5 separate regions of the Mus musculus genome follow, and all the other regions are linked to region 4. Evidence: chromatin contacts called from public Hi-C and HiChIP or PLAC-seq data. All regions are on one chromosome and are shown on one strand. Each heading gives the region's core, a stretch centred on a gene start, on an enhancer-like site or on the middle of the called end of the contact. The rest is flanking DNA. Distances are from core to core; before and after follow the strand shown.

What was found. HiChIP or PLAC-seq counts read pairs in DNA pulled down with a chosen protein or histone mark. Hi-C and Micro-C count contacts between places; a contact is called where the count stands out from the background.
Region 1: a contact with region 4 is called in an H3K27ac HiChIP or PLAC-seq map of the NIH/3T3 cell line, with 10 times the contacts expected there. The contact joins two enhancer-like sites. A contact is called at or near these places in 1 of 15 datasets of contacts at CTCF or cohesin (the NIH/3T3 cell line), 1 of 484 Hi-C or Micro-C datasets (the Ba/F3 cell line) and 3 of 115 datasets of contacts at active chromatin or transcription factors (the NIH/3T3 cell line, bone marrow-derived macrophages and stem cell-derived neural progenitor cells).
Region 2: a Hi-C map of the Ba/F3 cell line shows a contact between it and region 4, with 4 times the contacts expected there. The contact joins two enhancer-like sites. A contact is called at or near these places in 1 of 15 datasets of contacts at CTCF or cohesin (the NIH/3T3 cell line), 3 of 484 Hi-C or Micro-C datasets (the Ba/F3 cell line, bone marrow-derived macrophages and nephron progenitors) and 5 of 115 datasets of contacts at active chromatin or transcription factors (CD8 T cells, bone marrow-derived macrophages, embryonic stem cells and 2 more).
Region 3: a contact with region 4 is called in an H3K27ac HiChIP or PLAC-seq map of embryonic fibroblasts, with 18 read pairs. The contact joins two enhancer-like sites. A contact is called at or near these places in 4 of 39 promoter capture datasets (3T3-L1-derived adipocytes, cranial neural crest, embryonic stem cells and 1 more), 3 of 15 datasets of contacts at CTCF or cohesin (CD8 T cells, the NIH/3T3 cell line and pro-B cells), 33 of 484 Hi-C or Micro-C datasets (B cells, the C2C12 cell line, the F1.1 cell line and 18 more), 22 of 115 datasets of contacts at active chromatin or transcription factors (CD8 T cells, acute myeloid leukemia, bone marrow-derived macrophages and 13 more) and 2 of 9 other capture datasets (adipose tissue and bone marrow-derived macrophages).
Region 5: a CTCF HiChIP or PLAC-seq map of CD8 T cells shows a contact between it and region 4, with 5 read pairs. The contact joins two enhancer-like sites. A contact is called at or near these places in 1 of 15 datasets of contacts at CTCF or cohesin (CD8 T cells), 1 of 484 Hi-C or Micro-C datasets (nephron progenitors) and 2 of 115 datasets of contacts at active chromatin or transcription factors (CD8 T cells and effector CD8 T cells).

What each region holds. Positions count from the first base shown.
Region 1 is chr4:89,233,190-89,235,889 of GRCm38.p6, forward strand. No RefSeq gene overlaps it. Among named protein-coding and RNA genes, the nearest start is that of Cdkn2a, 48 kb to the right of the region's middle. Within about 2 kb of position 1,447, at least 11 of the 459 cell types and tissues checked have an H3K27ac peak or open chromatin away from gene starts, as enhancers often do. A contact at or near this core is called in the NIH/3T3 cell line, where this site is marked.
Region 2 is chr4:89,249,649-89,252,348 of GRCm38.p6, forward strand. No RefSeq gene overlaps it. Among named protein-coding and RNA genes, the nearest start is that of Cdkn2a, 31 kb to the right of the region's middle. Within about 2 kb of position 1,278, at least 2 of the 459 cell types and tissues checked have an H3K27ac peak or open chromatin away from gene starts, as enhancers often do. A contact at or near this core is called in the Ba/F3 cell line, where this site is marked.
Region 3 is chr4:89,161,398-89,164,097 of GRCm38.p6, forward strand. All of the region lies in intron 4 of Mtap (methylthioadenosine phosphorylase), which reads left to right. It also overlaps the pseudogene Gm12607. Among named protein-coding and RNA genes, the nearest start is that of Gm26490, 20 kb to the right of the region's middle. Within about 2 kb of position 1,279, at least 66 of the 459 cell types and tissues checked have an H3K27ac peak or open chromatin away from gene starts, as enhancers often do. A contact at or near this core is called in the C2C12 cell line, the MC38 cell line, the NIH/3T3 cell line and 3 more, where this site is marked.
Region 4 is chr4:89,523,459-89,526,158 of GRCm38.p6, forward strand. No RefSeq gene overlaps it. Among named protein-coding and RNA genes, the nearest start is that of Dmrta1, 160 kb to the right of the region's middle. Within about 2 kb of position 1,428, at least 93 of the 459 cell types and tissues checked have an H3K27ac peak or open chromatin away from gene starts, as enhancers often do. A contact at or near this core is called in the Ba/F3 cell line, the C2C12 cell line, CD8 T cells and 5 more, where this site is marked.
Region 5 is chr4:89,211,130-89,213,829 of GRCm38.p6, forward strand. No RefSeq gene overlaps it. Among named protein-coding and RNA genes, the nearest start is that of Gm26490, 29 kb to the left of the region's middle. Within about 2 kb of position 1,317, at least 26 of the 459 cell types and tissues checked have an H3K27ac peak or open chromatin away from gene starts, as enhancers often do. A contact at or near this core is called in CD8 T cells, where this site is marked.

The sequences.
Region 1 (2,700 bases), core at 197-2,696, 290 kb before region 4:
TAATTTCCAGATATGTAAAGTGTTATTATATAGAGTGGCTAAAATGCATGACAAATGTCCTGATAATTACCACACATAACTCACTTCCAAATTGCCTATATAATCAACGAAGTGAATTAAGATTACAAATTGGGGCTGGCAAGATGGCTGAGCAGGTAGGAACACTGACTGCTCTTCCGAAGATCTTGAGTTCAAATCCCAGCAACCACATGGTGGCTCACAACCACCCATGATGAAATCTGATGCCCTCTTCTGGTGCAAATGAAGACAGCTACAGTGTACTTATGTAATAAATAAATCTTTGGGCCTGAGTGAGCACAGTTGATGGAAGGGAGCAGGGCTGACCAGATAGAGCAGAAGTCATAAAAATTCAATTCCCAACAACCAAATGAAGGCTCACAACCATCTGTACAGCTACAGTGTATTCATATAGATAAAATAAATAAATCTTTTTTTTAAAAAAAAGATAACAAACTGTTACTTGTACAAATATGGACTTTAGGACCCAACTGTATTTCATACAATCATATATCAGTAAACATGTGCTTATCTACTTGTTTTAGTAAGTGCATTTAAAACATTAATATATTCAGATTTCCTGGATCAATTTAACTTGATCAATAATAATATTCCAAATGTTGTTTTGCATGACTACATGTAGTAAACCTTCTTTCTGAATTAACCATCTAGAACAGCATTATTTCTAAGAAAAGAAATGGAACACATCCTACTTACTTTAAAATAAATCAGCCACTACATGAGAAAAAAAATTAAAATTCCCACAAAACTTTATATACATAAAGTTTTGAACTTTATGCATATGGGTATTTTTGCCTATGTGTATAACTATGCACTAGATATGCCTGGTGCCCACAGAGGCCAGAAGGAGGCATTGGGAACCCTGCAACTGGAGTTAGAGACTATATAATAACCATGTGGATGCTGGTAATCGAACTAGGATGCCTGGAAGAGCAGCCAGTGCTCTTAACTGCTAAGCCATTTCTTGTAGGACCGTGAAAGGCAGCCTGATTCCTGGTTGAGCTAAGGCTAGAAACCCTGGTGACCCTAAAGAGACGGAAGGCGTTTTGACCCTATCAACCCTCCAATTTCTCAGCCCCCCCCAAACATAAAAGTTTAAATGATAAAAGTACATATGAAAAATAATTAAAATGGTAAACTGCAAATATGATTCTAAAGAAAGCTATGATGAAAATTAACTCAGCGAGACACACAAATGTCCTCAGACAGGATTCTGCTACTCTCTCTCTAGCACAATGACTGCGCTAAGGAAGATGCCTGTGTCTTGGGTGTTGCCTGCTTTGTTAGATTTCTATCATACGCTATTTTAGAAGGTGTTATTGCCGGGTAACTGGCCTACCCCTGGCCTGTCCCAAAACCTGAGACTTGGAAACCCCTGGTCCAGTGACTCAGCATTAATGGCCAAGTACTACTTCCAGCACACTGTACTTTTCCACTAGCTCACTGCGCATGTGCTGAACTAGCTCACTGCGCATGCTCCGAAGACCCTATAAACGCCTGCCCCTCAACCTAACCCACTGTAGTCTCTCTTCCAGTTCAGAAGCAGCCACCTTAAAGTGTCTCGCCCAATAAATCTCCTGTGTGAGGTTTGTTGCATAGTGTGACTTTATGATATTCCTTAGCTCCAAACTGCCAAGATGCCCTTGTGCTGGAAAACCCCTTTTCCATTATATTTAGGGTAGTGCTGCCAGAGATCATGGGTAAGGCATGTGTAGGCTTGCTTCAGAATAATAATCCTTGGATGTTGTGATTGTTAGTCTGCTGAAACATGTGAGTCAGAGAGAGAATGAACATATCTCACGTCCAATTTTGCACCAATATCTAGAATATCTTTGATGGTAACCTGAGATGTGAAATTTAAAAACTGATCAGAAGAGTAATTGGAGAGGACCGAGCTAGAAAACACGGGGAAAGCAAGTCCTTTACACTGTACTCATTTCTTCCCAGGACACTCTGGACTCCTCTGTGCATTTTTCTGAAAAACACCTCCCCCTTGTCCTTGCCCCAGGAGCCCTAGGCATCGTATATGAATCACTGTCTACCATTAGCACAGACATTACTTAGTAACCGTGCAACAGTCTGAAGAAAGTACCCTGGTTCAGAGAGTTATCGAATTCCTGAAATCGCTTAATCACTCTTTAATCGTATGGCATGTTCTTTCAAGTCACAGAATTCCCTCCAACTTGAACTGTCTCCTCCAGGAGGGAAGGGGTGGACCATCAGCCTCCTGTGGTAAGCAGGTGGTAAACACAAGGTCACATGTTCAGAAGAACAAAAACTAGGAAGATTCTTGACTCTTGAGGACATTGGTGCCATTGTTATGTCTTTGGTCTGTCATAGGCTCCTTTTCTGGGTTGCATAGGTGTGTGTGTGTGTGTGTGTGTGTGTGTGTGTGTGTGTGTGTGTGTGTGTGTTTGTTTTGCATTACCCCAGGAAAAGTCTGTCACACAACACTAATGTTCAATAAGAATTAAAAACAACAACAACGTTTTTATTAGTTTTTTGAGAATTTCATACAATGTATTTTTTTTATTTTTGAGAGTATAATACAATTACAATATTTTCTCTTCACCTTTCTCCCTCCAAACCCTACCATATGCCCCTTCCCCCTCTCCTTCTAACTCATGGCATCTTTTGTCATAAATTGTTATTGTATGCATT
Region 2 (2,700 bases), core at 28-2,527, 270 kb before region 4:
TAGAGCTAGAGAAGTAATCCCATTCCCAGATCAGCAGTGTTGGAGAATGCTTTGAGGCAAGCATGCTTAGATCCAAAATAAGGGTCATAGGAAGCAGCCCTGCCTCCATAGCCAGTTTCTCAAACAACATATGACAATTCACCAATGCATCATACATTACAAATTACATAGCTTTTCATACTATTATTAGAAACATCATCCATTGAAACAAAATTGTTGTACAAAGTATAAGGCTTGAGTCCAAGCTCACTTTTCTGTCTCTGGATAGCTAATTTTCCTAGCACCATTTACTGAAAAACTGTCTTACCTCCTTCAAGTTTTACACTTTTGTTTTACATAAGTTGAAGATGTTTACATGATTGTCTATTCCTGTCAATCTTTCTTACACCACCACCACCACCACCACCATCTGTTCTTTAGTATCAACATTGTATAATTTATCTTAAAATTAGGCAGACAGAGCCATGCCAATTTTTTCAACTTTTAAAAGATTTAATTATTTTATTTTATATATATTAGTGTTTTGCCTTCACTATGTATGTTTACCATGGTGTACTGACTAGTTTTGTGTAAACTTGACACAGGCTGGAGTTATCACAGAGAAAGGAGCTTCAGTTGGGGAAACGCCTCCACAAGAGCCAACTCTAAGGCATTTTCTCATTTAGTGATCAAGGGGAAAGGCCCCTTGTGGGTGGGACCATCTCTGGGCTGGCAGTCTTGGGTTCTATAAGAGAGCAGGTTGAGCAAGCCAGGGGAAGCAAGCCAGTAAAGAACATCTCTCCACGGCCTCTGCTTCAGCTCCTACTTCCTGACCTGCTTGAGTTCCAGTCCTGACATCCTTTGGTGATTAACAGCAAAGTGGAAAATGTAAGCTGAATAAACCCTTTCCTCACCAACTGCTTCTTGGTTATGATGTTTTGTCCAGGAATAGGAACCCTGACTAAGACACATGATTATGCCCACAGAGATCAGAAGAAGTCATCGGGTTTCCTGGAACTAGAGTTTACAGGGAGTTTATGAGCCACCATGTGGGTGCTGGGCACACCCAGGTCTCTAGCAAAAGCAACTCTAAACCAACTCTCTCAAGATTGTTTTTGATGGTCTGAAACCTTAAATTTACATATAACCATTAAAGAACAATCTTTATCTATTTCTATTTTAGCTTACTATAATAAGATATATTTCTTATTATATCTCAGTAGAATAAGTAGAATGTAGTAGCTTGTGTTCTCATGCTAATTATGTTACCCAAAACCCAGTGTCCCACATGTAGGCTAAAGGAAGCCTGCCCCCAATTGGCTGTGTTTGAGAAATAAAGTTGCCAGTGGCTAATGGCGGGCATGGAGACTTTTAGGATTCCCAGACAAGAAACCCAGGAGAGGGAAGAGGGAGTCTGCCATGAGAAGGGCAACGGATGGAGCACACCAGGAAGAATGAGGGTGAGATGGCCAATATATAGGTGCAAAAGGAAAGTGTCGAGCCAGGCGTGGTGGTGCACGTCTTTAATCTTAGCACTTAGGAGGCAGAGGCAGGGGGATTTCTGAGTTTGAAGCCAGCCTGGTCTACAAAGTCAGTTCCAGGACAGCCAGGGCTACTCAGAGAAACCCTGTCTCGAAAAACAAACAAACAAACAAAACAAAACAAAACAAAACAAAAACAAAAACAAAAAAAATGGGAAGCGGCCCCAAGAAGGGCTGCCCAGAAGGGTCCATGGGCAACAAAGATAAAATATAGATTTAGTACGTATTAATTCAGAGATATTAAAGGGAGAGTGTATTAGCCACCTGAACCCAAGGGATTAGCCCAGCCATTGAGCGAGCTAAGACATAGTAAAATATAAAGTGTGTGTGTGTGTGTGTGTGTGTGTGTGTGTGTGTGTGTGTGTTTCCATCTGGGATCCAGAACATTGGGGTGGGTGGCTAGGAGCAGCGCGTGCATCCTCTGGGAGTTTAGAGCGCTCTAATTATTTACTGCAACAGTATAATATATATACTTGGTATAATAAGTCTTTTATCTACCAACATGGCACCTCTGTCCAGTTATTTCAGTCTACTTTACTTAGTATTGTTTAATATTTATCATAAAAGTCCACATGCATGTTTTACTAGATTTATAACTTTGTGACTTCTAAGTAACTACACACCTTAATGCATTTTCAATTTTTCTGTCATCAGTGTTAATTGCTCATATATAGAAATAAAATTTGTTTTTATATGTTTACCTTGTTTCTTTTCAGCTACTTCTCCAGCACAATATCTGACTGTGAGCTGTCATGGTACCTACCACGGTGACAATGGAAAAAACCTCTGAAACCATAAACAAGCCCCAAGCAAATGCTGTGCAGTTATGGTGTCCCTTCACAACAATAAAACACTGAGTAAGATAGATGCCTCATTAATATCTACATGGAAATGATAAGTAGGTAGCCAGGTGTGAAAGTCATGTATTCTCAAGTCTGAGATAGAGACAGAAATTAGTGTATGGTGCATAAAAGGAAAACGTTTTCTGCCATATTGTGGCACAAGACTGAAGGACATCACAAAAGAATGCTGTGCAGAGAAGAGAGCAAGACTTGCTGTGAGTGTCCCCTTATTGGGAGGTTGATGGGAGACGATGAACCAGCCAAGGAAGGAGTGACAGGTAGGTCGAAGGATGCAATTTCAATGTGTATGTTAGAATCCTCTTGAAGAAAGAACATGG
Region 3 (2,700 bases), core at 29-2,528, 360 kb before region 4:
AGTACCCAGGAAGGGAAGACAACATTATTGGCTGAAGACTCGGGGCTATCTGGATTCCTCACTAGCATGGAGAACTCCAGATGTTATGCCCAAGGTCCTCAGTTAGGTGTCCTGGTTACCTGTTCTAGAACAAGGAGCAGCTGTACCCTACTGGTCTCAGGTCTCTGAGGTCCTCCAGATCTGAGCTCAATCAACCTTGCCTTTTTTTTTTTTTTTTTTGGGGGGGGGGGGGGGTGTTGGTTTGGGTTTTTTTTTTTTTTTTTTTTTTTTTTTTTTTATCTGCATTTATTTTATGTTGAATTTATTCCCATGCCATGAGATTTTGTTTCTTCAGTTTTTTCTGGGATATCTCTTTCTTCTATACAACCTCCTCTTCGGGCTTTGGAACGATCTGTTCCTTCACAATGAGGATCATCTCAGTGTGGCTAGGGAGCTCATGTATGGGTTAATCGAGCCATGAGCTCTGCTCTATAGGTTCGTCGGTGTGTCTTAAGTTCCTTGTTCACCTGGATATGTTGAATAACTAGACAATCTACATCGAAACCGGAAGTTCAGCATTACTTTATGCATTTTAAAGCATGTGCAGCAAAAATTTAGCACTCTTTCCAGAATGGCACACATTGCTTCTTTAAAGTGACATCCTTCAGCCTCTTGGTGGCTTTGCCGCTATGAGGCTATGCATACCCTTGCTGTCCTGGGCAATTTCTCAGATGTTCTTAAACTGAATGAAGGTTTGAAACTCTAGATTTGCATGATTTTGTCGGATGTTCTGCGGCAAGAGAGTAGCAAACCATCTTCACAGGTCACGCCTGGCCGCTTACAGGAAAAGGCCTTGCCAGTTCCTTATAACTGGTAGCACGGTCCTATGTACTGTACATTCCTGTGGGTAGGGACATTTCTCTTTCATCCTGCCACCTGTGGGGGTGGGCAGCTGACACAGAGGAGTCGATGTAACTTCCCTCCTGACTCTGGCTTTGCTATGTGGATAAAGAGAGCTTAGCTGTTCTCAGGGCTCCAGTTGGACTTTTAGATGGTGAATTTTTTACATGCTTTGATCCCAGCATCTTCTGATCTTCAGTGTCACTTTGCCACTTATAGATAAAGCAGCAAGTGTATGGACCCCCAGCTGCTTGCTAAGGGGTCTACAGTTACTTCCTCACCAAATGCTAACAGTTCTTTTTACAAATATCTTTGATTATGCAGTGGCCTCTCAACCGCACAGGATCTATGATGAGGTGCCTCATGAAGTCAGAGACGAGAGATAGATGCCTCCTCCCTGCTGTGGTTTGGCACGGGCCTTGTGTAAACAGGCCAGATTCTAAGAAGAGCCTTGGCCGAGTTTAGAAGCATAGTTGTTTGGATTGCTTAGCCTTTCTCTTGTTACTTATCAGCTTTGTAGCTTATACTTACTTCTTAAAGGTTCGTTGTAGAGTGTTGCATAGGGGGCCTTCTCCTGGGGGACTCTGCTGGCTTCTCCCCAATGTTGACACACTCTATTGTCTCTTCCTGAATTTCTGGGCACACCTGGTCCCTCCATTTAACACCATGACCAAAAGGCAGGTTGTGGAGGAAAAGGTTTATTTAGATTACACATTTAGATAATAATTCATCTTTGGAGGAGATTGGGACAAGAATTCAAGCAGGGCTGGAACTTGGAGGCAGAAGCTGATGCAGGGTCACGGAGGGGCGCTGCTTACTTCCTTGCTCTTCATGGCTTGCTCAGCCTGCTTTCTTTTAGAACCCAGGATCACCACCAGCCCACCTACCGTGGACTGGGCCTTCCCCACGATTAGTGAGGGGAAAAATTGAGAAATTGCTTTGCAGCTGGACCTCATGGATGCATTTTCTCAACTGAGGCACTGATGAATCTAACTTGGGTCAAGTTGACACACAAAACCCACCAGTACAGATACTATTTTAGATCCTGTTGTTTGGGTAGAGGAAATGTAATACAGCCATCCCATTCGAGAGGCTGAGGTCCCAGGGGCAGGGACTTCCGGCAATGTCTTCATGTATCCTTTCTTCCTGTGCCATCAATATCTGCTGCATCACTGAAGTCATTGATTGGACAGGAAGGAAGGATATATGTAGAAATTGTGGGTGTGAGTCTTTATTTTAAACTTAAAACAAAATTCATAGAGACAGAGTAACTTCTGTGACTCAAAATACCAGGTCAAGCAATGCCTGCCCTTCAGTATCCTTACCTGTTAATGTAAGAGTTCTGCGGGTATTGGGTTCTGATATGTTCCTTCTCAAGCTTTTTGGTTGGTTGGTTGTTTTTTTTTTTTTTTTCCCAGCTTGTCCTCTTGCAGGAAGAATAGGAGAGGCCTGGGTTTGCTCTCGCTCTGACTCATCAGGAAAGTCCCGCACTAAATACATGGGCTGATATGATAGATGATGCCTATGTATTTCACCCTCCTCCTCCTAGAGACACAGCCCTACCTTGGGCTTCCCCGGTGATGTCATCGTTGAAGGCTGAGGTCTTGTAGGGGTGTGCTCTGGTGTCCACACAGGTCTTCTTTCATCTTGAGTGTGTCCACTAGAGTCTAACGGTTAGAAACGGACTCCTGAGCGAGATGACTTGCACCTGGGACCTCACCCCTGAGGAGTGCACAGTAGGGCCATTGTTTGAGGGTAGTTCTGGATACCCAGATTACATAATGACAGCACCCTGTCTAAAACAGGAAGGGAAGGCACGGA
Region 4 (2,700 bases), core at 178-2,677:
CAGTGAAGTGAGTACGAAGAAGGTTGGTCTGAGTAGCTTGCAAACCAAAACCCTTTGTGGTCCCAAATAAGGATTGCTGTACTCCTGTGTTCCTCTCCCCAAGCAGCAGGTCTGGTCCATGGGAGGTTATTCCTGGTGTGTAGCTAGCCTCTGGCTGTCAGACACAAATATGTCTGAAATTAAGATCAAGGTCTGTGAGCCTTTGAGGGGAAAAATTGAACTCAACTCTGAAAATCCCCCTGGCCATCTGCAAAGGCCACCCTGCAATGAGTGCTGTTTTAACCAGGGTTTATCTTTACAGGTGTTAGGTAGAAGCCTAGACAGCCAGTCAGCCGCTGTGAGTCATCTGGCTGTGGTGAGATTAGAAATTCCTGGAACATGATAAAGAATCCGGAGTGGAGGCAGGAAAGATGAAGGGAAATGCCTTCTGCAGCTCCCGGTTCCCACCGGTTCCCACCATGTGACCTTATGGTCCATAACTTTTGGGTCGATTTGGGCAGTTACCTGCTTGCTTTCTCACCCCCACCCCTTTCCTCCTCCTATTCATTTTTAAATATTTAGTTATTTTATGTATACGTGCCTGAGTGTATGCATATGTTCAAGAGCCCATGGAGGACAGATGAGGTCCTTTGTTCTCCTGGAAGTAGAGTTACAGGTAGTGGTGATCTGCCATGTGGGTGCTGGAAACAGGACCCGGATCCTCTGCAGAGCAGTAAGCACGCAACAACTGAGCCATCTCTAGCACCTCTTCCTTTTCTTTCCCCTTTTATTGACTTTTCAAAGTCAAGAAATCCTATTTCCACTGAATATGTAAATATTCATATTTTAACCAGGAAAGCGCACTATGTGTGTAAAGGTGGTAGATTTAGATACCGTTGAGAAGAAATAGAGGAGGGAAAGATGGGGGGCGAGGGAGGGGAGAACTGGAAAAGACAAGCAGAGGAGCGTCCGGATGGATGAGAATCGGGATGGAGTTGGCGACTCTGACTGCGGACTCAGTAATATTACTGTCTTCTCGTGAAAAAACGAATGAACAGGCTTAGCCGAACAATGGCTTCTTATTTGCAAACGCCGTAAAGAAAACAAAAGCATAATAAAAAATAAATTAAAAACAAAAAACAAAAGCAGTTAGAACCCAATGCATATTCTCTGCGCATTTGAAGTTGCTGCGAGGCAGGGCGGCTTCAAATTGGCCTCTCTTGTTCCCGTTCAGCGTAGGAGGGTCTCCACCCCACCATCCGGCCTTTCCGTACTAAAAGCTGAGATCCGAAGTTTCGGATGCTGTTGCCGGGAACTTCTTTTCACTCAGAGAGCCGTGCTGAGTGCACGGGGTTTTGATCTGTCCCTCGGGGGGAACTCCTGAGTCCCGTGTCCCTGCGAGTTCGCCTCTGAAAGTGCCGAAGTGAGGATTAGTTTGGTGTTGAGGACACCTAGTGGCGGTTTGTTGGTTGTGTTCTTCAAACGGAAAGAAAATCGGCGAAGTTAGCAACCCCGGAGGCAACTTGTCTCTTTTTCCACAACACCTTCACAAAGCAACTAAAGTTTCCCAGAAGCTTCAAGATAAAACGGCGTGGTGGTAGAGTCAGCTAAATTCTCACTTCTGCCTTTTACTGCCGTTAGACCGAATTCTCTCGGCTTAATTCCTTGTAAGGAACACACTGTGCCACACAAGGAAAGCTCTAAGGGCTGCAGAGTGGCCACAACTGGGTCAACTAAACTGATAAGCTGAGAGTCATTTTGAGAGAGACTCAGACATAAGAACTCTATGGTAATAGAAAGAGTCTTTTTTCCCCCCTGCTTTATAATGATTGACTACGCTGTACATTGCTCTTATTGTTTTCTGGGACTACAAGGTGTTAGTAATAAATGTCTCTAAAATAAATGTATAAACAATAGTTGTCCATTGCTGAAAATTCAGCTAATGGAGAATACAAGTTATCATTTTTGAGAGGTTTTCATATTTTCCACCTTCCAGTAAAAATCGATTTTCAAAAATAGGCTGAGCCCAAGATTTAACCATAGGCTGTAGTTTTCTTTTCTTTTTCTTTTTTTTTTTTAACATTTTTTAAAAGATTTATTTATTTATTTATTATATGTAAGTACACTGTAGCTGTCCTCAGACACTCCAGTCAGATCTCGTTAAAGATGGTTGTGAGCCACCATGTGGTTGCTGGGATTTGAACTTCTGACCTTTGGAAGAGCAGTCAGGTGCTCTTACCCACTGAGCCATCTCACCAGCCCAGGTTATAGTTTTCTAACCCCTGGTTTGAGTTGGTAACTCTTTATGCCGGCTCTTTCAAATAAGAGAAAATTTAGTGTGATGCAATTCGTGTAAAAATAAATAAAATTTAAGGTTAATTCATTTCGTTTAAAATTCACTTTATGTAATCTAGAATGTAATTTTCTTAAACAATACTTTTATTTATTTTTTTAAATCAATTTATTCTTTCATATCCCAACCACAGTATTTTCCCTCTCTTCTCTCTTCCCAGTCTCTCCTCCCTCCCCAACCACTACTACTCAGTTTCCCTTCAGAAAATGGACGGGCTCTCTGGGATAGCAATTAACCGTGGCATATCAAGTTTCAGTAAGGCTAGGTACCTACCTCTCCTCCTATTAAGGGTGGACAAGGTGAACCAGTCGAAGGACAAGGGTCTCAAAGGCAGGCAAGAGCTTCAGAAACAGCCCCAACTTCCTCTG
Region 5 (2,700 bases), core at 67-2,566, 310 kb before region 4:
TAGTATTTCATAGTATGTATACATTTTTTTAACATCCATTCATCCTTGTTGACAGATATTTAGATTGTTTCTATTTCCTGGATATTGTGAATAGGGCAATAATGAACACAGCTAAGCAAGTATCTGTGGAGTAGCATGGGTTTATGCCAAAGAATGATATGTGTTACATGATAAATATATATCTTAAAGGAAGTTAACTCCACTTGGGGTTACAGTGCTCCTCAAAAGAATCATAGGTCAACAAAAGTCCCAGTTCCAGGCATAAGAAACTTCCTTTCAAATTGCTGGTCAGGGTAGTCTAAGTGATTTGTAAAACATTATAGATGTAGTTCTGATGCCTCTCAAGGGTTGAGTTTGGGCCCCTATTGTGCCCTATTGTTGAATATGCCACACACTTAAGACACAGGACTCAAATTGATCTAGATTTTATTGAAAGCTTCTTTCCTACAGTCTAGCTTCCATGGTTCCAGAAAATACTTTGCAAGTTGTCAAGGAAGGGGAAACAATTAAACAGCCCTATCCAGCCCCAACACTTGTCAGGACAATTACATGCATGGCAATAAAGGTGTGATAAGTGACATTCACATATTGGTGGCAACTAACAGCTGTCTAATTGGAGTTAACTACCTAACAAGAGGGAAACCATACCTGGTAGTCCATTACCACCTCTTTACTAGACCAGCATAATTCCTTACCACATTGTAGATCTTATATTTATACTTACAGATAAGTTGTAGCTCCCATCCATCATTCAAAGAAGTGTCTCTTTACAACAAATGGAGACTATCACAGAAAACCACCACTGAGCACAATGCAGAGACCAGCAGATCATGGGGAGCCCAGCCCCAATGGATACATCTACATCATAATATGGTAGCATTATTTGAAAAGAAAAAAAAAGACTACGTTATTTCACTTATATGAGCTAGCTGAATTATTATAGCCAGATTTGCAGACGCAGGAATAGAATGGTTGTTGCCAAGGCTTTGAGGAGATACAAATGGGATTTGATATTCAATGAGAATAGGTTTTTCATTCCTCAGAATGAAAACATTCTGGAGAAAGAGCTGTAACATAGTGTGTTTGCTCTGTTTCTCATTGATGTGACCAAATATCAGCAAGAAACAGCTACGGGAGGATTCATTTTGGCTCATGGCATAGAATATGCTCCATCGAGATAGGGAAGGTCTGATGAGGGTGCTTACTCACACCTGGGTGGATCAGGAAACAGAAAGAGCTGAGTTTTGCTGATCAGACGGCCTTTCCTCTTTCTCTTCTTATACAATCTTGAAACCCAGCCCACAGTTGTACAAGAAGAGGAAGAGGAAATCCACAGTTGTAGGATGTGCAGGCCACAATCAGGGTGTCTTCCCCTCTCTGTTAATCTTTATAGAAATGCCATTACAGACACACCAAAAGTTTTGGTTTGCTAATTTTCTAGTCATCCTTTAACCCAATCAGGATAATAGACCTTAGCACAACTGACTCCATGGTAGAAGCACCATTCAGGCCACACATCTCAGCACATAGCATCACCAGCCAAAACTAAAACAAAGACCTAATCCATGAAAGCCCATAGTTTGAGGAAAGTCTCTAAATGTGCTTACATTGCTATTTGAGTTCTATAATTCTCCTTCTGGCTAATTGTCCTTGCTAACTGAGGAGTATAAACCGAGGACATGTTGTTGTTGTTTATTTGTTTTTTGTTGTGTGTGTGTGTGTGCTTTAAAGCTCACCCTGAGAATGGCTTAGGGCTCTACTGGGATCCAAATAACCCATTATGGTCCCCAGTGGGCTAATAAAGACTTTCTATTGACTGAAACACATGTCTGAGCAGTCTTCTCTGATGAACACCCCACAAGTGTACAGTAGAGCTCTGCTAAATTGAACGTGGTTAAAATGGTATATCTGGGGGGTGGAGACAATGTTCAGTAACAGAGCACTTGCCTAGCCTGTCCTTAGACCCTAGCCCCAATACTGCACTGTGTGTGTTCTGTCATACTTAAGTCATGTTTTCTATACAATAATTAGAAAATATTCATTCTTATTTTAGCAGCCTAATTTATTGTTTTATTCATTAATTTAATTATTATTTTTTCCAAGAACAATTTTAGTAGATATTTTCTTCATTTACATTTCAAATGCTATCCCAAAAGTTATATTTTGCATATTATGCTCAACAAGTTTTTTTATTAGATATTTTCTTTATTTACATTTCAAATGTTATCCCCTTTCCTAGTTTTCCCTCCGAAAAATCTCCTATACCCTCCCCCTCTCCCTGCTCCCCAACCCCATTCGTGGCCCTGGCATTCCCCTATACTGGGGCATAGAGCCTTCACAGGACCAAGGGCCTCTTTTCCCATTGATGACCGACTAGGTCATCCTCTGCTACATATATAGCTATAGCCACAAGTTCCACCATGTGTTTTCTTTGATTGGTGGTATAGTTCCAAGGAGCTCTGGGGGTAATGGTTTATTCATATTGATGTTCCTCCTTCAGTCCCCTTCAGCTCCCTGGGTATTTCTCTGGCTCCTTCATTGGGGACCTTGGCTCAACAAGTTTTAAAATAAATATAGCTGAGGCTTTATCCTCTAACTATAATACAAAGTAAAATTTAAAAATTAAAAAAAAAAACATGGCTAAACCTTATCATTTTTAATTTTATAGAATCCACCAGGAGAAATACATACAGACTCAAG